Regions from separate parts of the Mus musculus genome. Here all the other regions are linked to region 6. The links are chromatin contacts, called in public HiCAR-type and promoter capture Hi-C maps. All regions are on one chromosome and are shown on one strand. Each heading gives the region's core, a stretch centred on a gene start, on an enhancer-like site or on the middle of the called end of the contact. The rest is flanking DNA. Distances are from core to core; before and after follow the strand shown. Region 1 holds the start of Rpa1 (replication protein A1). Region 2 holds the start of Mir22hg (Mir22 host gene (non-protein coding)). Region 3 holds the start of Srr (serine racemase). Region 4 holds the start of 0610010K14Rik (RIKEN cDNA 0610010K14 gene). Region 5 holds the start of Ovca2 (candidate tumor suppressor in ovarian cancer 2). Region 6 holds the start of Ankfy1 (ankyrin repeat and FYVE domain containing 1). Region 7 holds the start of Tsr1 (TSR1 20S rRNA accumulation).

What was found. Promoter capture Hi-C pulls out the DNA fragments that hold promoters and counts their contacts. HiCAR-type assays count read pairs that join an accessible place to other places.
Region 1: a promoter capture Hi-C map of embryonic stem cells shows a contact between it and region 6, with 2.7 times the contacts expected there. The contact joins the promoter of Rpa1 here to the promoter of Ankfy1 in region 6. A contact is called at or near these places in 2 of 39 promoter capture datasets (embryonic stem cells and pre-B cells) and 1 of 115 datasets of contacts at active chromatin or transcription factors (embryonic stem cells).
Region 2: a contact with region 6 is called in a promoter capture Hi-C map of pre-B cells, with 3 times the contacts expected there. The contact joins the promoter of Mir22hg here to the promoter of Ankfy1 in region 6. A contact is called at or near these places in 2 of 39 promoter capture datasets (cranial neural crest and pre-B cells).
Region 3: a contact with region 6 is called in a HiCAR-type map of astrocytes, with 8 times the contacts expected there. The contact joins the promoter of Srr here to the promoter of Ankfy1 in region 6. A contact is called at or near these places in 1 of 39 promoter capture datasets (cranial neural crest) and 1 of 115 datasets of contacts at active chromatin or transcription factors (astrocytes).
Region 4: a promoter capture Hi-C map of pre-B cells shows a contact between it and region 6, with 2.9 times the contacts expected there. The contact joins the promoter of 0610010K14Rik here to the promoter of Ankfy1 in region 6. A contact is called at or near these places in 2 of 39 promoter capture datasets (liver and pre-B cells).
Region 5: a HiCAR-type map of astrocytes shows a contact between it and region 6, with 2.9 times the contacts expected there. The contact joins the promoter of Ovca2 here to the promoter of Ankfy1 in region 6. A contact is called at or near these places in 1 of 39 promoter capture datasets (cranial neural crest) and 1 of 115 datasets of contacts at active chromatin or transcription factors (astrocytes).
Region 7: a HiCAR-type map of astrocytes shows a contact between it and region 6, with 6 times the contacts expected there. The contact joins the promoter of Tsr1 here to the promoter of Ankfy1 in region 6. A contact is called at or near these places in 4 of 39 promoter capture datasets (cranial neural crest, hematopoietic stem and progenitor cells, liver and 1 more), 1 of 484 Hi-C or Micro-C datasets (CD8 T cells) and 3 of 115 datasets of contacts at active chromatin or transcription factors (astrocytes, embryonic stem cells and extraembryonic endoderm stem cells).

The regions. Positions count from the first base shown.
Region 1 is chr11:75,347,033-75,349,732 of GRCm38.p6, reverse strand. It overlaps Rpa1 (replication protein A1), which reads left to right and starts at 1,350. Exons shown (of 17, transcript NM_026653.2): 1 at 1,350-1,507. The coding sequence starts at 1,475. Smyd4 (SET and MYND domain containing 4) reads right to left here and starts at 1,300. Exons shown (of 11, transcript NM_001102611.1): 1 at 982-1,300; 2 at 1-64. The coding sequence starts at 52.
Region 2 is chr11:75,460,066-75,462,841 of GRCm38.p6, reverse strand. Mir22hg (Mir22 host gene (non-protein coding)) reads right to left here and starts at 1,303. Exons shown (of 3, transcript NR_030711.1): 1 at 1,087-1,303.
Region 3 is chr11:74,924,615-74,927,314 of GRCm38.p6, reverse strand. Srr (serine racemase) reads left to right here and starts at 1,367. Exons shown (of 9, transcript NM_013761.5): 1 at 1,367-1,696. It overlaps Smg6 (Smg-6 homolog, nonsense mediated mRNA decay factor (C. elegans)), which reads right to left and starts at 1,461. Exons shown (of 19, transcript NM_001002764.2): 1 at 1,312-1,461. The coding sequence starts at 1,399.
Region 4 is chr11:70,236,549-70,239,252 of GRCm38.p6, reverse strand. 0610010K14Rik (RIKEN cDNA 0610010K14 gene) reads left to right here and starts at 1,339. Exons shown (of 6, transcript NM_145758.1): 1 at 1,339-1,469; 2 at 1,628-1,722; 3 at 2,275-2,376. The coding sequence starts at 1,449. Rnasek (ribonuclease, RNase K) reads left to right here. Exons shown (of 3, transcript NM_173742.3): 2 at 239-315; 3 at 783-1,130. The coding sequence ends at 924. It overlaps Gm40191 (a long non-coding RNA gene), which reads right to left and starts at 242. Exons shown (of 3, transcript XR_879979.3): 1 at 59-242.
Region 5 is chr11:75,177,505-75,180,204 of GRCm38.p6, reverse strand. Ovca2 (candidate tumor suppressor in ovarian cancer 2) reads left to right here and starts at 1,397. Exons shown (of 2, transcript NM_027136.3): 1 at 1,397-1,593; 2 at 1,818-2,700. The coding sequence starts at 1,410. The coding sequence ends at 2,311. Dph1 (diphthamide biosynthesis 1) reads left to right here. Exons shown (of 13, transcript NM_144491.2): 10 at 401-479; 11 at 892-1,032; 12 at 1,174-1,280; 13 at 1,818-2,562. The coding sequence ends at 1,263.
Region 6 is chr11:72,688,623-72,691,322 of GRCm38.p6, reverse strand. It overlaps Ankfy1 (ankyrin repeat and FYVE domain containing 1), which reads right to left and starts at 1,321. Exons shown (of 25, transcript NM_009671.5): 1 at 1,289-1,321. The coding sequence starts at 1,298.
Region 7 is chr11:74,896,687-74,899,386 of GRCm38.p6, reverse strand. It overlaps Tsr1 (TSR1 20S rRNA accumulation), which reads right to left and starts at 1,307. Exons shown (of 15, transcript NM_177325.3): 1 at 1,172-1,307; 2 at 907-1,010; 3 at 1-205. The coding sequence starts at 1,268. It overlaps Sgsm2 (small G protein signaling modulator 2), which reads left to right and starts at 2,318. Exons shown (of 23, transcript NM_197943.3): 1 at 2,318-2,562. The coding sequence starts at 2,506.

The DNA of each region.
Region 1 (2,700 bases), core at 101-2,600, 2.7 Mb before region 6:
AAGCCCACTTCTTAAGTAGGTAGGACTTCCATTCATCCACCGGTAGATCCATGCTGCCGCAGCTCTGTAAAGTCAGAACATGAAGATTCAGCTTTCTATTAATGCATAGTTCTAGAAAATCGAGATTTCATCCTACCAAGTGACACGCAACCAAAATCATTTCTTCTGGGGTTTTCTATAGCTGTTGATATGCTGAAGGAGAGTTAATCTGTGGTGTGGTACCAATTCACCCAGACATATTCTTTGGAACTGTTTGAGAAACTATAGTAGGTTGTGGTTGTACAAACAGAGATCAAAATACCAGTAGATGGCTACTATTCCAGTCTTTCTAGACCTGTTTACCTTAGTTGCCCAAAGTTTTCCAGACTTCTTACTCCAGCAACTATGAAGTTAAATATTTTCATTTCTTAGACGGCTCAGTTTTCTGTTTTGATCTCCAGGTCTTTCTTTCAGTTCATATAGCCTCTCTCCCTTTTTATTTTTATTACTTTTTTTTTTTGAGACCGGATCTTATGTTAGCCTGGCTGGCTTCGAACTCAGAGATCTGCCTGCTTTTACCTCGAATGCCACCACGCCTGGGTCCCAAATTTTGATTTTTCAGGGTCTCATTTAGTTCAGGTTGACCTCGAACTCAACGGTGTTAAGGGTGACCTTGAACTTTTGCTGCTTCTACATCCCAAAGGCTGGGATTACAAACAGATCAGAGCCAGCCAGCACGCCAGGCTCTCCAATACTTTTGCATAGGCCATTTGGGCTTTTAGGAACATCACTATCCTCACTGGAATCCACCTGACAAATTTCTACACACACTTTAACTCAGTTCAAACCGCATCGCCTCTCGAAAGCCTGATTGATTTTTGACCCCCACTCTGGAGCTCCACATGTGTGGCCCATATCGCGTCTACCATCCTTGAGGCTGGGTTCCTTGCGGCCACAACTCTCAGGTGGAACTCAAGAGGGCGGAGACTGAGTCTGATTTACCTTGTTTATCCCACAGTGCCAAGCTCTGGGCCTGGCACCGGCGCCGGGCACGCACTGCGTGAAGAAGTACCCAGGTCACTGCTTTGACTATATTTAGCAGCAGTTACCAGGGGAGAGCTCCGACTGTTCCCTGGGTTGCCATTCTGTCTGTCCGCCAAAGGACTGGGCGGGCAAAGTTCCGACAGCTGGCGGGGGAACAACTCAGTAGCACCGCGCTGACACAGGCGCACTGCGACCCAGCGCCCCGCCCTCACGTCCCGCCATCCCGCCACTAGGCCTCGAACCCGGCCTCGGAAGAGTCACGTGCTCTGCCTGCCGCGCGGTAGCCAATGCGGTGGCTATCGGCGTCTAGGCCCGCCCCTCGCACCGCGCTCACGCTGGGGGCGGATCGGCACGCACAGTTGCTCTAGCCAATCGTTGAGCAGCCCGCGGGACCCCGGCAGAGAAGCTCAGGCGGTGCAAGAGCGCGAGCGCGGGAGTTAGCGGTGCAGCCATGGTGGGACACCTGAGCGAGGGGGCCATCGAGGTAAGGAGACGACCCTGAGCGGGCTCGATGGCCCTAGCAGCGCGGCCTTGGAGCGGTGCAAAGAGGACCCGGGGAGGGAGCCGCTGTCGATCGGGAGAGCGTCAGGGAGGAAATTATACGGCCGCGGGGGAGCATCCCGGGGTCTCTAAGACCATCAGAGGATGCTGGAGGCAACCCGGTACTGGCAGAAGAACTCACGAGTTTTTTTAGTTTGTTTACATCTAAGAAAACAAGACAAATAAACATGCCGCTGTCTATCTTCGGCGGCCTCTGTTTCCTCCCTTTCTCCATCACCCCAAACTTTTTGGACTTGTTTTCGGCTGTTTTACTTCTTTTACATCCTCCTAACTCATTATTGCTACTAGACATCTCTCTGGTCACGAGAGAGAAAACGCTGACCGAAGTCACCAGTGGCTTCCCAGTAGCCAAATCAGAAGACATTTTAAAATTTTTCAGCCGACCTAATTGTTTGAGCTTGTTGGCTTCTTTCTGCTAACACTCCTCTCTTGCTAGTGTTCTGTGTTTCATGTTGACAACTTTTTCCTTATTTTACCGGCAAACCCCATAGATTTTTTTGTCGAGCCAAGGCCCTCTGCAGACTAGTTTATAGCCCTTCACCTGCATGTTATTAATTCTTTCCTGCTGAGCTTCCTTCGATCTGCCCTCTATCTTCAAAGTCATTTTCAATTGAACATATATCAGAGCAAATCCTTTATGTCCCTCTAAGTCTGAATTTTAAAAAAGAGTGTGTGTGCGCGTGCGCCAGTGTGTAGTATGTACACATATGTATGACATCTTGGGGATGGCGAATGTGCGTCGGATGCCAGAGGACAACTCTGGGACGTTGTTTCTCTTCCCACTCCGCTGTGGATTCTGTGGATTGAGCTCAGGTAGCTGGGCTTACACAGCAGGCACCTCTACCACAGAGCATCCTTTTGCCCGACTCTGGACACCTAGTCCATCACCAGTTGAAGTATATTTTAACTCCACACTTAACTTTTCCATCCCCACTGGAATAGTCTTTTTTTTTTTTAAAGATTTATTTATTGATTATATGTAAGTACACTGTAGCTGTCTTCATACACTCCAGAAGAGGGAGTCAGATCTTGTTACGGATGGTTGTGAGCCACCATGTGGTTGCTGGGATTTGAACTCCTGACCTTCGGAAGAGCAGTCGGGTGCTCTTACCCACT
Region 2 (2,776 bases), core at 54-2,553, 2.8 Mb before region 6:
CGGATCTTCCTTCTCCTAGGTGATCAGTCTCTGTCCACTTCTCTCTGCCCAGGATAGCTCTGTTCAGGCCACAGGGTTCACTGGCTGCTGAGAGTTTGTGCCAAGCAGGTGCCCTTGGCTGCGGGGCGGGGTGGGCCCAGGGCACTGACCCTCTGACCAGCTGCTCCATCAACTCTCTGGCACCATGACAGCTTCTAGCCTACTCTAACAGCCAGGGTGACAGGCCAAATGAGTTGGAGACTGAAACTAGGGCCAGAGGGAGGTGGGAACGTTAGCCTAACCGGAGGCCGTGGGGAGGGGCCAAGAGTTGGCCAGGAGGTGGGGAGAGAGGGAGCCCAGCGATGACTAACCCAGGCGCCCCACCCAGCCAGCCGGCTTCCCAGGCAGTCAGGCCAAGCCCGGGCTAGGGGCCTCTCTACCGGACATACTAGGGGGGAGGTGCAAAGGTGACCTTCTCTCTGTCCAAGACAGCCAGTTAGGCTGGGAGGGGGGGTGCGGGTAGAGTTTCCAGGCACTCCTCCTGTCCGCCCCCCCAACCTCCGCCCAACCCGCGGTGAAACCCTAACCTTTGGGTTGCATAAGGCCTCCGCACCGCCGCCCCCTACTCCTTTCCCCTCCCCCCTTACATAACATCCCCGGGAGGGAACGAGAGGAGGGGCCGGACCGCCCAGCGACCCCTTCCCTGCCAGGGACTTGAACTGGCCCTGACCCAGTCAGCGCCGGTAGAGGCAATGCACCTCCGCACCCCTCGCTCGTCCAGATCCTCCCTAGGCTAAATGGTCAGCTCGGGCATCCTCAAACCAAAGGGCGTCGGGGTTAGACGCCCCCGGCCCTCTGGCCTCTCATATTCCTCCCCAGTTACTTCTCCAAACCTTCTGCCACGACTCCTGTCCGGGACTCTCTCTTTAAACGTCCAGACACACTACTCGGGAGAGTCCAGGCTCCTCTCCCAAGAGCGCCCCTGTCCCCGCCGCCCCCTCTCCCCTCCCCCAGAAGGGCAGGGTGTGGCCGTCAGGACCCTACTTTCCCCATCACCCGGTTACCGCGGTTCCCCCCGGGATGACCGGGTCCCCAGATCACACCCACCTGATGCTGGGTGCGGGGGTTGCTGTGGACAGAGGAGCAAAATCACTGCGACCTGTCCGCACGGCCGACCGCTCTGTCTCTTCCCAGCGCCCAGCACACACCGGCTCCAGTCTCCGATCAGCTGGCGGCGTCGTGACGCACGAGCTGCGAATGAACCACCCAGGGCCAATCACCGCCCATTGCTGGGCAACGTGACCACACCCACTCGGGGGCGCCAGCACCTCTGCTTACTCCCGCCCATTCAGGCGTCTGGGCTCTGATTGGCAAGGAGGCCACCCCCTTGCCTGGAGGAGCTTCTCTAAGCCACGCCTACCAACTAACCAACTGGCCAATGGCTGAAAAGGTGTGGCTAACCCTCGGCCTAGGCGACTTGCTTAGACCAGCTTTACGTCAAACTACAGTTTAAAGAGCAGAAGGAAGTATAGGCGTGTATTTTTGCAGTGCATTCCGGTCAATGAAGTTCTTACGGTGACACTCAGCTTCCCAGAATGCAGCGCGCTCTGTGAGTTGGCATTTTTAAACTGATCTCTGACTCGGTCGCGGGGAAGTCCTTAAAGGGCTACAGCCCCTCCTTCTTGGAACTTCTTTTAGCCTCAAAACTGATTCACAGGAGGCCTGAGCTAAGCGAAGGTGGAGCACGCGAAGCAACAGGAGTGAGTAGAACTAAAGATGGAAGCCAGCCACCGATGCAGCAGAACACCCGAAGTCTTTTTTTTTTTCCACAAATAGGACTTTTTTTTTTTCGGGGTATAGGGACCACTGTCACTCGCACGGCCCCAGTCTTCACTGGAGAGCTAGCTCGAGGTCTTCGGGGTATAGGGACAAATGTCACCCGCACAGGCCCAATCTTCACTGGAGGTCTAGTCTATCCCTCGTGGGTTTAGTGAAATCTTTTCTAGTGAATGTCTCGTCTTAGTCGCTGAAGAGCCCACGGCTTCTCAAGGGGCACGTTCTTAACAAAGGATTCGCCCTCACTTTTAGAGAGGAAGCGTCTTTTTAAAAATTAGGGGAAGATCTTTACCAAAGTAGTATCAACCAGAAACCCGGTTCTAAGATTAACACCCATTCAGTCCCGCCCTCCGAAACGCTTCTCTGACTCAGGCCTACTTAGGGAAGTGATTTCAAAGGTGGAGACCAATGAAGAGGCGGCTCCTTCCCTAGGGGCCAATCAGAGTCTGAAAGGCGGGGGATGGGCAAAAACCGAAATGAACCCAATGACTTGGCAAAAGCTGCTGAATTGCTTATTTAAAGGGACAAGACTGGGACCACCTCTTCACTCCCTCCCCACCCCCAAAGAGAAACTTGTGGCCTGGGGTTCTTGACTTTTGAGTCATTTCTAAGAGCATCTAAGCTTTCTAAGTGAGAGCATCTGAGACAAAGAAATGAGAGGGAAGCCTGAGATAGCCGCTTCTGTGTTAAATTAAGTATGGGCTCCACTAAGGTGACTGCTGGGCTTGCTTCAAATCCTGAGTTCAACGTTCAGAATATTGTGTCTTTAAGGAGACTTCCTGCCTTCCGCCCCAGTAACAGCTGATTGTTCGACCCCAGGGGACGAATCAGCCCTAACCACATCCTCCTTCTTACGTGTCTGTCCTTCTCCATCTCCTTTTTTCTGCCCTTCCCCCTCAACCCCGCCATGGGTGGTAATGGAACCCCAACCATAGCGGGTAAAATGTATGCTTCTCATGAT
Region 3 (2,700 bases), core at 118-2,617, 2.2 Mb before region 6:
GAGACTACTAAAAATACCTACTAAACAGTTCATAAGTGACAGGAACTAGTGAGAATATTATCCAGTACTCAAGTTATATAAAATCCTAGTACAGAATTATAATGTATATACAAATGCAAACAAGCTGGTAGCCAAGTATTTATACACCTGCATCTATACCCACTTTTGTTTGGGGGATGGGGTGGGGGCGAAACTAAAATTTTAGGTTTCTGACTTGAAAGTTGGGTATGGTGGCATATGCATATAATTCCAGCACTCTGAAGGCTTCAGTCAGGAAAAGTATCCAAACTCAAGGCCAGGTTGGGTTACACAGTAAATTCAAGGCCAGTATTGGCTACAAGGTGAGACTTTGTCTCAAAAGAAAAACAAACACAAAATAAAAGATACTGCTGCCTTGGCAAAAGTTTAGCTTCTCCACCAAATGTGAACCAAGATAAAGCCGTTTAACCTCAGCACCCTGAGTAAACTTTTAAACTTAGTTTTGGGGCGGAGCCAGGAGAGGTGGTGACTACTATTTTCCAGAGGAGAGAGAGAAAACAGCCTGGTTAATCCAATTCAGTTGGCCAATAAAAACCAACCTCACAAATTCTAGCCACAATCCTAGAGAAGGTATCTTCTGTAACTGTCATCCTAAGCAACACTGGCTAATGAAGGAGACCAGACACCAAAATATTTCTCGCGCTTTTCTGATGCGAATGGAGACTGGCAAATTAAGCATTCTCTCTGATCACAACTGCTCCCACACACGCCAAGACCAAAACAAAACCGAGTCAGCTCTCTGAGGTCCTGGATCCCTCCAGTGGCCTAGCACTAGAAACCAGCCTTGGGGGGTGGGGGGGGGGGGTAAGTTCAGCAAAGGAAGTCCTAGCCTGTTAAGCCTTTCTCCTCAATTTCCCCAGCTCCTCCTCTCCGACGCGGAACGGAGGACTACGGAAAGGTACACATACACAGACTATTCTTTTGGGAACAATACGTCTCGGGGCCTCTACCGGACCCTAGCACCCAAGCCAGTTCGTGTCTCCTCCGGACTGGAACTCAGGCGCTGGCGTGAGAGGGTTAGGGCACCGGAGAACAACCACGGCGCCGCGCCGAGCAAGAGGGCGGAGGCTGAAACTCGCGCTTGGGCTCTGCCCCGAGGGCCCGAGGGAGCGGAGCGACAGCCTCGCTGTCTCCCAGGGGCCGCCGCAGGCCCGGGCGCACTGTTGGGGAAGGGGCGGGGGTTCGGAGCGCCGCGGACGGGGCGGGGAGGAGGCAGAGGAGAGGGAGGCGGGGCGGGCAGGCCCGGCCCAGCAGCTGGGCGGCGCAACTCACCTCTGCTCCCGGCCTGCGGAGCCAGAGTGGCCAGGATCCCTCGCAGTTCCGATGCGGAGATCCGCACACGCTCCAACCCCTCCGCCATCTTCGCGGCGGCTGCTACAGCTGCGGCGACTCGGCCACCGCCGCGCGCAGCCAGGAAACCACGACGGACGGGCGGCGCGCGCTCACCCACTCCCACCCTTTTCCCCGCCCCCCTCCTGCCTGCCCTCCCCAAACGACGGTGGCCGCACTGGGAGCAAAAGCATTCAGCACGTTCAACTAGGGCCTTGCCGGAGCGGGCGAATCGGCCGCGGAGACGGCGTGTGCGCGTGCGCAGAGGTGTAAAGCTAGGACGGTCCGCCGAGGCTCGGAGGTGGAGGCGCAGCGCTCTGGAGGCGAGGTGAGGCGCAGCCAGGTGTGACTCGCCCATGTCAGGTGGGCATTCGGGTCTAGGGATGCCAGTATTGCTGCGGTGACCACCGAGGACACTGCTTTTGATCTGGGGCTCGGATTGACGGAGACATCCTACAACCCGGCCTCCTCCGATCATTTTAGGCCGAAGTCTCCTTACCGTAGGCCTGGATTGTGGAGTTTAAATATCTTTTATTATTATCCCCATTACTGGTAAACGGAATCTCAGAGAGTGGAAGAAGTAAATTGCTCCGTGTATCGTTTGATTGTACCAGAGTACTAAAGTCTATGACAGTTCATCCCTAAGACTTGCTGGAGGTCGTTGTGTGGAGGTAAAAAAAGAAGGAAATTATTCGATCTGGGAATTACTGTTAGCATTGAGAATTTTTTAAAATTACTTTTTTAGTACTCAAGTCAATTCTCCCATCTTTACATCTTTAAATTTTTACTGATGCTGGTAAAAATAGCTCATTCTTATATTCACGGTACTTCAAAGGCTGTGGTGGGAGCATTGCAAGTTCAAGCCTGGGCAACATAGCACATTTGAGGCTAATCAAGGCAACATATTAGAAGACCTTGTCCCCCAAAAAGGAAGCAAAAAGTTAATTAGACTAGAAGATGGGTACTTTAAGCTCATTGACCATTAACTCCTATTAGAAACGGTGGGGTGGAGAAACTTCCTATCCAAAGACTGCCTTTCTCCAGTCTTTCCTTCTTCCCTGTCTCACACAGTCATTGACCCTTTAGACCTCAAAAAGTAATAACCAGTTATGCCTTGATCATAGTATAAAATATTTGATAGTACTCATACAGTTCCTGTTATGTGACAGATATTTCACCATCAAAAGAGAAAAATGCCGGGCGCACGCCTTTAATCCCGCACTGGGGGAGGAGGGGCCGGCAGAGGCAGGCGGATTTCTGAGTTCGAGGCCATCCTGGTCTACAAAGTGAGTTCCAGGACAGCCAGGGCTATACAGAAAAACCCTGTCTCGA
Region 4 (2,704 bases), core at 90-2,589, 2.5 Mb after region 6:
TCGGAGAGCTGTTTGCCATATACCTCCCTATACCCAGTCACTCTTCCCAAGGTCCTACCTCACGCCCTGTTCCACATGGCTGAGTCCGAATCCAGATACAACCACCAGATACAACTAGCCCTTTCTAGTTCATCTCTGGCGCAAGTGTTGGGCCAACATTAGACAGGGGAGGAGCCTAGGGAGCGACCAAAGAAGTAAGGTAAGAATTTGACAACCTATCTATTCCTTACTCTTCCAGATAATGCTCGGGATATTTTTCAATGTCCATTCTGCTGTGTTAATTGAGGACGTTCCCTTCACAGAGAAAGATTTTGAGTAAGTGGTCGGGTACTTGGGCGAGTTGGGCGTGGATGAGGAGTAGCATGGTTTGGGTTTATGGGGAGGACACTTCTGAAGACTGGACATTTGTGGCCCTAGGTTGGGGACTTCAAGAAGAGGGCTGCTCTCTACAAAGTAGTTGGGTGGCAGCACGCAGGGTCCTAGTTTCAATCCCCAGCGCGAGAGACAGAGACACAGAAAGGCATGTACTTAGGAGCAGTCTTGCAAGCCACGTTTCCATGGCTACCCAAGCCCACCAGCTTAGATGTGGCCTCTTCCAATATTTTGCCTTCCTGCTCCTTGGTCTACCTCTGTAAAATGGTTACCATGATAGAATTCATTTGGTATGCTTCTTGGGAAGACTAATAGGAGTTAAAGTGCTTTAGCATGGTGTCTGATGCATAGAACTTGCATATTGGATGCTCTGAATGGCTGACATTTCCCTGCTCGCTCGCCACCTTCAGGAACGGTCCTCAGAACATATACAACCTGTACGAGCAAGTCAGCTACAACTGTTTCATCGCCGCGGGCCTCTACCTCCTCCTCGGAGGCTTCTCCTTCTGCCAAGTTCGTCTCAACAAGCGCAAGGAATACATGGTGCGCTAGAGCGCGGTCCGCCTCTCCCTCCCCAGCCCCCTTCTCTATTTAAAGACTCCGCAGACTCCGTCCCACTCATCTGGCGTCCTTTGGGACTTGTGACCCTAGCGAGACGTCATCCCTGGCCCTGCAAAACTGCGCCCAGCCTCTGGAGGAGACCGAGGGTGACCGCGCCCCGTTCTGAACTACAATAAAAAGAAGCGGTTCCCCCTAAGCTTGCTGTCTGTGCTTTCAGGGAGGGGCGGGCCCGGGCTGGAAGGGGCTGAGACCGGCCTCATCGAGGAGTCCGGACCCTCCGACGGAAGTGGAATGAAGCTAGCCGGAAGTGAAGCAACGTCTTCCACCTCGTCTTCCTCCGCGCGGCGAGGCCCCTTGAGTGACTGGGGAGAGGTCGGGTCTCGGCCAATCAGCTGCAGGGAGGGCGGGACTTCCTGCGCGGGAGCCCGAGCGGCCGGCTGCCGGGCTCTCCGTGGTTTCCAGCTCGCGTGGTGGTGGTGGCGGCGGAGCGTCTCCGTGAGGAGGTGCGCGGGGCCATGACGTCAGCGTCCACCAAGGTTCGACCTCCCTCGCGGACTGCGCTCCCTGGCGGCCACGGGAGGGTGGGCCCCCTGCCTGGCTCCCGGCTGGTGCGCGCTGGGCGGGGGGCGGGCGGATCCGAGGCTGGGGTGGGACGGCGCGCTGCCGGCCCCCCGTAATGCTGCTCCGCCCCCAGGTTGGAGAGATCTTCTCCGCGGCCGGCGCCGCCTTCACGAAGCTCGGGGAGTTGACGATGCAGCTGCATCCAGTCTCGGACTCTTCCCCTGCCGGGTACGTGAGACCAGCCTAGGACCTGGACTCCGAGATCAGACGCTTGGACTCAAGTCACAGACACGACCCTCTCTAGAGCAGGGAGATAGAGTAATTCCCCTGTGCCTGGCCCAGCTCAGTGTAGGTGGTAATTGTTGAATTAGTGGATGACAGGTAAAGAGACTACCGAGGCCACAGCCCTCCACTGCAAACCGACAGAATGTCTGCCACCTACCCCAAGCCCTGTGGACTCCCTCAAACTGCTGCCACACATCTTTCAAGGGTTGTGTTTGTAAGGCCCCTACTTGTTTCATTGGTTTCCGTTGGGTTGTTTATGGAAGCTGTTACATGATGAAGTGATGTTTTCAAGTGGCCCTGGATGTAATTTCATGTGGCCAGCGATTTGTCCCCAGGGCTTTTTTTTTTTTAAAAGGAGGTCCTTTTTATGAATCTTTGAAAGGTGCCCCTAGAGACTAGGGGGAAGAGGCTGCTGGCTGTGGACGGAATAGCCTGTGGGCTGGTTCCACACATCCCTCTTCCACTTTTGTTATCACCCTTCTCCCCTTCCGACAGTGCCAAGTGGACGGAGACGGAGATAGAGATGCTGAGGGCTGCTGTGAAGCGCTTTGGGGACGATCTTAATCACATCAGCTGTGTCATCAAGGAACGGACAGTGTGAGGGAGGGTGGCTGGCAGAGAAAGGGGAGGGTGGGCAACTTTCTTCCTCCTGACCCATTGTTCTCTCTCAGAACTCCCAGCTCAGCATCTTTCCTACTTTGTTCCTAGTTTTGTTAGCATTTCCTTGAAGACTGAGAGACTGTCACTGTGGCAGTTGGTCGGAAGATCAGGAAATGCAGTGGTCACTAGGGCCTGCAGAGAACTTTATTTTCATGGTGCCCAGATACTCAGTGGTTGTGTTTGATGATAAGAGTTCCCTAGCTATTTATGTAAATCCTTTGAAACTGGCATGTCCAGGGGATGCATTCTGAACTAATTAGTTGGT
Region 5 (2,700 bases), core at 148-2,647, 2.5 Mb before region 6:
CTGAAGCAATCCACCTGTCTGGATCTCGTCAGTGCTGGAGTACAAGTGTATATCATATACCACACACACAAATTTTGCCTCTTACTTTAGAAGGTTGTGAGCTACTATGTGGGTGTTGGGAATTGAACTTGAATCCTCTGCAAGAGTAGCCAGCTCCCTCAACCACTAAGCTGTGTGTCCAGCTCCACTTTTGCTTTTAATGCAATGGTTTTGGGAGTTAAGGTCAAGTCCTAGGCTTACAGGGCAATCAGAGTTACCTTCCCAACAGTATATAGTTGGATCAGTGCAATCTGTTGACAAGTGGACATACTGAGATACTGAGACACCGTTATGTTCTTCAGTGTGGTACCCCAGAGAGAGGTGACCTTCATGTCACATCTTAACTGACTTATCTCCCTAGGTGGGTGCAGGTGGCATGTCCACGCCTCTCCATTGACTGGGGTTCAGCCTTTCCCAAGCCACTGCTGACACCGTACGAGGTAACAGCCACATTTTGAAAATCTTTGTATTTCCTGTTGAGGGAGGGTTGTGAGATGGCTGGCATGGGTAAGCAGCACGTAGGGTTGCAGGTTCTGAGATCGAGCCACCATCTTGCTGTGTAGTTTTTGTTTATATTTAAGAGTTGCTGGGAGATGTGAGCCAACACACCTGACTCGCTGTGTAGCTGCGACTCTCTTCACTTCACTCTTCCTTTCTGAAGGATGATAATACACTCCCTTCATAGACCCTGGTCAAATTTGCTAATGCAGGGACAAAAAAAGAAAGAAAGAGAGAGAGAGAGAGAGAGAGAGAGAGAGAGAGAGAGAGAGAGAGAGAGAGAGAGAGAGAGGAAGGAAGGAAGGGAGAAAGAAGAAAGAGAGAGAAAGAATATCATTGTCTTTTCTCCCCTAGGCAGCTGTGGCCCTGAAGGACATTTCTTGGCAGCAACCCTACCCCATGGACTTCTACTCTGGCAGCTCCTTAGGGCCATGGACAGTGAACTACGGTCGGGACCGAGCACCTCGGGGTCTCTGCCAGCCTGCATCTGACAAGGTAGCCCACTTTAAGCAGGGCTGAGAGGCAGCCTACAGGCGTGACGTGGTCCACCGCCGCCGCCCTGAGGACAGCGGGGGAAATGCAAGGGAGCCGGGTGGAGGTTGCAGTAGAGAGACTTGAATCTATCTGCTACCTCAGGTGCAGCAAGGGTCCAGAGGCGGCTCTCCAGCCCCAGCCTGTGAGAGTTGCAACTGCGCAGACCAGAAGGCTACTTCGCCGGCTCCCTGAGAGGGCCAGAGCAGCAGGTATTTGCAGCCACGCCCCACCTTTTTGTTTTAGGAGAGCCCCGCCTTAGGGGTGTTCCCCGCACGGGCCCTGCCCCCTTGCCGGTTCTACTTCCGCCTGGGAAGGCCTGCTTCCGGTCGGTCTGCAGTATGGCGGCACGGCAGACCCTGCGAGTGCTGTGTCTAGCCGGCTTCCGGCAGAGCGAGCGGGGCTTCCGTGAGAAGACCGGAGCGCTGAGGAAGACGCTGCGGGGTCGGGCAGAGCTTGTGTGCCTCAGCGGACCTCACCCGGTCCCCGAGGCAGCGGCTCCCGAGGGTTCGTGTCCAGACTCGGGTGAGACTTGCTGGACCCCTTCGCACACCTGGACCTCAGTTCTCACCTAGCGCCTTTAACTCCGGCTCTAGTCTGAGCTCCCAGGTTTCCTCCTTTATCTGTGTCCAGGCCATTCCAGGTCCCTCCCGCCCCCCAAGTCCCCTGGCTGCACTTTCCCAAGCTCTGCCTTTTTCTTCTCACCATCTCTAACCCTGGGCCTGTGCTCTTCTCCCATCTGCTTCTAGGGCCCTGTTCTCCGGAGGAGCAGCCTCGAGGCTGGTGGTTTTCTGAGGAGGAAGCCGATGTTTTCTCTGCTCTGGAAGAGTCCACAGTGTGCAGGGGTCTGCAGGAGGCCCTGGAAACGGTGGCACGGGCCCTTGACACGCTGGGGCCGTTTGATGGACTTCTTGGCTTCAGCCAGGGGGCTGCACTAGCAGCTTATGTGTGTGCCCTGGGCCAGGCAGGCGATCCTCGCTTCCCCTTGCCAAGATTTATTATACTTGTGTCGGGGTTCTGTCCCCGAGGCCTTAAGGAACCTATCTTGCAGAGCCCCATGTCACTGCCTTCACTTCATGTTTTTGGGGATACTGATCGAGTCATCCCTTCTCAGGAGAGTATGCAATTGGCTAGCCGATTCCTTGGAGCCGTCACCCTCACCCACTCCGGTGGTCACTTCATTCCAGCAGCTGCATCTCAGCGTCAGGCCTACCTTAAGTTCTTGGACCAGTTTGCAGAATGAAGGATGGACAAATGTCTCCGCACTGCTCCCACTTTGTCCAGCAGCTCTCCCCTGTCTCCTCACCATGGCTAGTTAAGACAACTGTCAGTTCTCAGGACACACATAAGCCCAGAGAGCCTGTGAGAAGACAGGGGTGGGCAGGCAGGGGCTGGCACCCCTGTGACTGACAGACAATAAAGCGATGCTTTAGATGTTGAATGCCTTTCTCCTGCTGCCCCGATCCTGGGGCAGCACCAAACCAAACCCAAGGACACATTTTTGGTGGAAGTCATTTATTGTTTTGTATCTTTAAATTCGGCTTATTGTGTGTATGGGTGCAGACTTGTGGAGATCAGAGGATAAGTGCGGGGAGTTGATTCAACCATGTGGGTTCTTTCTGAGCTCTGATC
Region 6 (2,700 bases), core at 72-2,571:
GGAACTACAAGCAGGCAGGCATACATCACCACACCCAGCACTTTCAGTCACTTCGCTTTCTCCTCCTCTGTTGGACAATGTTCACCACCTCCAAGGTGTTTAACAGATAGAAAAAGTAAAAATGAAAACAGAATCCAGTCCCAGCCATGAATCTGGCCTCAGTTCACTTAACTATAAAGGGCAAATAACACACCTGGCAGGCCTACTTCGTGTCACTCTTAAACCTAATTCAAATCTGAGAAGACTACACAAACTGTCACACTACCCAAATCTCAGATCAAGAAATGATGAGTTTAATCAACACTTACCAAAAAATACAAACAAAAGACAAAAACAAAATAGGCCAGGTCTAGATCAAGTAAATCTTCAGCCACTCAACAAAGTCCAACAAGAAGTATTTTTCTCCAACAATGGGGTACACAGGAGAAGCACACCGGCCAGGTCTAATATTGTCTGATCACTACTAGGTAACTCACTATCTCAGGGCTTTCACCCCAACTCATACAGTAAAGCTATGGCAAGCAAAGATCCTAACATTATTCCTTAAGGGAGGCTGCACCTGAGAAACCGGATGCCTTTACCTGCAATGTCGTAAAGTACTAAAAAAGAGACGAAGGACTAAAGCAGGAGGTAAAGGAACCGAAGCCTGGCTTTAGCACACCTCTTTCAAGCAGTGTGACCTTGGTCAACTTCCTTACTGAGGAAACATCTCCTTTTGCCCCTTTGTAAACCTCAGAGAATCTGAGCGTGCCCACATTTGCTAGGGCTGCCAAAAAGCTTAAAGACTATTACAGCGCACGCCCAAGAAGCCCGTCGTCCAGCTGCAGTCCCGGCTCTTCCAAGGAAGAGTCCCAAGCTCTTCCGCAGGCAAGAGATGCACCCTTCCGGATGCAGGACCTGCCATGACAGCAGTTTCGATTTCCTAAGGAGAGGGGCACTTCCCTCCCCGTTCCAGCATGGCTGGCACAAGAAGCTCCTCTACAGCTTTCTCGAGTCCCGCGGGTGCATTCGCTCCCAGGACCCGACCCCTTTCTCGTTCTGAGACTACCGGGATCGGGGTTGGGGGCGGGGGGTGACGAGTGAAGACAGACTGCAGGAGGGGCGTTGCCATAGGAACGGCGCTGAGAACCCCGGCCCGGGGAGCCCCGAAACGCTACATAGGAAGGCTCGCGAGACACGTGATGCACCGTACGACCACAGCCGGACAACCCTTCCAGGGGCTTCTGTGCCCGGCCAGTGGTACCCCTATTGCTTCGCGTCTTCCCGTGCCACCCCACAAAAAACCTACCTTCCGCCATGTCGGGCCCGGCCCTGCCTACAGCCTCGCGATAAATGCCGGCGCAAGGGAATCATCAAGTCTCGCGAGAATGGATGGAGGCGTGGCAAAGGGAGGAGCCAGAGCAGACAAGGGGTGAATGAAAGTGGAGCGGGAAGTTGCTCTAGGCGGGAGGTCCGAGTCCCACTTCGTTTTGGAAGGTTTGACAAGCGCGGACTGGGCTATCTCGTACTCCAGGCGATCGTCAGGGTAGAGCAAACATGGACTATTCTGAGGCAGGGACTGCGGATCTTTAAGTTACTTTGTAACCACGTGGGACGCTGTCCTAATACTTAAATGATAGCATTTCTCCAGGGCTTTGGGAATTTTTATGGCTAAAACCAGACAACTTGGGTTATCAAACAGGCAAACACACTGGTTACAAATATAGGGGTCGCAAAAACTGCAAATCTCTATACAATTTTATGTAAGCAAAATTGTGAGATCCCTGAGGTCAAAGTGGCAAAGCCAAATAACACTAGGAGCTAATAACGGTTGACAAGGCCATGGAGAAGGAATTCAGATTGTAAACCAGGAGCTTAAACCTTTTGTGAATGTGAGAATGATTAGATGATTTTTATAATAGCAAAATAGAGGGCTGACAATCCTAGATAGTATGCCTTTTTTGGCTGTGGAGTAGGTAGAGTGGGGAATTGAGACAGGGTTTCTCTACATAATCCTGGCTGTTCTGGAACTTACTATGTAGACCAGGCTGGCCTGACACTGATAAGAGACCCTAGTGCCTCTGCCTGGAGTGCTGCGATTAAAGGCAAGTGCCACCACACTTGACATAAATACTTTTTCTTGGCCCGGGTAACGAATATGTACTTAGCACACCTGAAGCCTCCAGGTCAACAAAGGAGAATAGAAATAATGCATCAACAGTTAAGTAGTGACTTAGAGAACAGTTAAGATTTTAGGAAGATCTGCCACAGTTAAAGAAAGCATTAGAGGGCAATGAAATGGAATAATGAAGGGATTGAGTTCAGATTATAAAAATGTAAGGGCAATGGTTAAAATTTTGAAAAGGGGACGACCCTGGCTGAAAAACACTTAGAAAATGGAAGAGAAGGACACTTAAATACATTAAGGATAATTATGTACTAAAAACTGATGTTCCGATTGTAGCAGACTACAGTAGTGAAGGAAATAACAGGGCAGTGTTAAAGTAGTGGCCCTGGATAAGCGACATGTGATTAAAGAAACAATATTTGTTAGTTTCAATAGAAGTGCCTGAGCTCAAAGCTTCACTGCCTTGCTGAGGATGGTTCATAGGTGTGTCAAATGAGTTTTTGAGATCTTCAGGTGGCTAGATAAACCAGCTTTGAGCATAAACAGACTCTTCTATCCCCTAAAAATACTCAAGCTCCTAACATTAAAACAAC
Region 7 (2,700 bases), core at 58-2,557, 2.2 Mb before region 6:
TGAAAAACCATCGATGTTTCAAGCTAGGGCACAGAAGCATAAAACTCTGGGTGCTTCCCCGTTCACTCAAATACACCGTTCCCAAGTCTTCATTCTGAAGCAGTTTAAATGCCTCTGGAAGGGAAATCCTGCTGTGCAGAGGCACCACCAGCACCTGATGTGGAGGACCATCCTTGCTGCCCAGCTGCCTCTTCTCGGCCAGAACCTAGCAACACAAAGATCCAAGAATACCTCAATCATTTGCTTCACTATTCTATCTTCAAATATACAGGTGCTGTAACCCCAGGGCAGAACTACTCCCCTTTCTGTTGCTTTGTAAAAGTACCAAGGTAATTTTATGTAACGTAAAACATTAGAAAAGATCAGAGCAGGCCGGGCGGAGCTGGCGCACGCCTTTAATCCCAGCACTCATTTCTGAGTTTGAGGCCAGCCTGGTCTACAGAGTGAGTTCCGGGACAGCCAGGGCTACACAGAGAAACCCTGTCTCGGAAACACCACCACCCCCCCCCAAAAAAAAAAAAAAAGAAAAGAAAAAAGAAAACATCAGAGGAGCCAGGTGTGGTGGCCCAAGCCTTTTAACTTAACACTCAGAAGGCAGAGGTAGGAGGATCTGAGTTCTAGGCCAGCCTGGGCTACACAGTGAGACCCTTTGTTTAAAATAATCATGATTTGCAAAAGAGCAAGCCCGTATAAATAAAGATGAGGAAGGACCAAGCATTCTCTCGTAAAAAGCCACGTGTATGGATGTGCTGTCAAGGAGTTTGGCAGGGCCTCGTTCTAAAATGAACACTGCCTGAAGGTACTCTGGGTTTACCTCCGTTTTCGGCCCATTTCCGTGTCCCATTTTCTAGTTTGAGACTTTACCAATCTCAAACCATAAGCTTCCCCACCCCCGCTTCTACTCACCGACTCCCTCTTTTGCTTTCGGAGCTGGCTGGCGCGATGCCTCTGGTCTATTCGGCTGAGCTGCCTCTTCAGCTTCTTGCAGAGGATTTTCGGTCCTACCCGGCCTGGAAGGCAGATCGGAAGTGGCTGCTCTTCTCCTCTCAGTCAAATCAACCAACAAGAACCTTCCTGCGCCGCTTAAGAGCCTTGGGCAAGGGTCCCAAGTCTAGTCTCGGTGTGGGCACGGGTACCGGCTAAGCAGCCCCTCTCCCTCCTGTCTACTCACCTTTGCTGTCCCGTTGTGCGGACCCACCGCCGTGATGCCGCCCGCCTTTATGAGCTTTATTCTGCTGCTTCAGCGGCCCGGAGCGGTGAGCCGCCATTCTGCAGTCCACGTGTGCACCAAGTGAACTCTACTTCCGGGCGGACCCGAGCGTTTCCGGCCCTGGGGACGGACTTCAGGCTTAGCACTTCCGCGACCTCTCGCGAGGTTTTTTGCCGCCAGCCTGCAAGCGCAGCGCCCTGAGTGTCCGCAGAGACGTCGTGGTGCCTTTTCCCACGCTGCAGTCCTCTGCTGAGAGATGGAGGATGCCGGCAGGAGTCTCCCGGCTCCGGCTCTGGATTAGGAGGTCAATTTTGCGCCCATCTTTCCATTTTTGCACGCTTCAGTTGCATCACGTGGGAAGAAATAAAAGTCTTTTCACGTAGACTATTGCACGCCGCTCTCTGCGGTCCCAGTGAACTGTACAAAGGGGTGACATTTGTACCTGAGTGGCCTTTCCTTTCCTCTATTACTCTAATTTCCAACGCGAAGCACTTAGAAGGGGCTCGTGTCACCGGCTCTGGAATGTCTCTTATTCCAACTCGCGCCCCCCTCTTCCCACAAATCTGCAAGATGAACCAAAGCGGATGTCGGCGACCCGGAGGAGGGCGAAGACTTCCCCTTGCGCTCGGGCACCTGTTCTTAGGAGCTCACAGTCGGGTCCTTGCTTTCCTCCTGCAAGCTTTGCGACTGAGCTGCAAGTAATATATGAACACTCCACAGGATCCGGAGGAGTGACAGGACCAGGTTCGAACCACAGTGACGCAGAGCCGAGACCCTGGCTCCGTATAGCTCCTCTCCCAGGGGCCAGAAGTCGGGAGCGGTCACGGTGGTTGAGGTTTGCCCAGACACAAGCACATTCCCAAAGTCCGCCCGCTGCGCGGCGCAGGCCGGAGCGGCTGACTTCCCAGCGCTCACAATGCGGGTTCGCGCCCTCGGGGCGGGAGCCGGCCAGTCGCCATGACAACCGTCCCTGCGGCGCGCGCCCGGCCCCGACGCCCCCAGGCGTCCGCACCCGCCCTTGACCCCCCCCCCCACCTCCCCAGTTGCGGCGCACACACCCCCTCCCTGCCGGCAGTGGGAAGGGGCCGGGCCTGCTGCCTGACGTCTGCGGGGCTCGGAAGATGGCTGCGGAGCTGAGCACCGGGCAGTGGCTGCGGCGGCTGCAGGCGGGGAGCGCAGCGGGCGGGGACTCCGCCTCGCGTGTGGGGCGCTGAGTCGGGAGGCGCGGAGGCGGTGAGGGCGCACCGGGGGCTCGGGGGGCCACTCGGTGCCACCTGCCCGCCACCTGCCGCACCATGGGCAGCGCAGAGGACGCGGTCAAAGAAAAGCTGCTGTGGAACGTGAAGAAGGAGGTACGGTCCGGGGCAAGGTCTCAAGGGGCTCGCACCCCTCCCGCGCTGGCTCGGGAGCAGAGAGGTGGAGGCACCCACGCGCGCGGCTGCCAGCCCACCGTGCCAGGCGGGGGCGGGGTCCTGGGCGGGCCGCGCCCC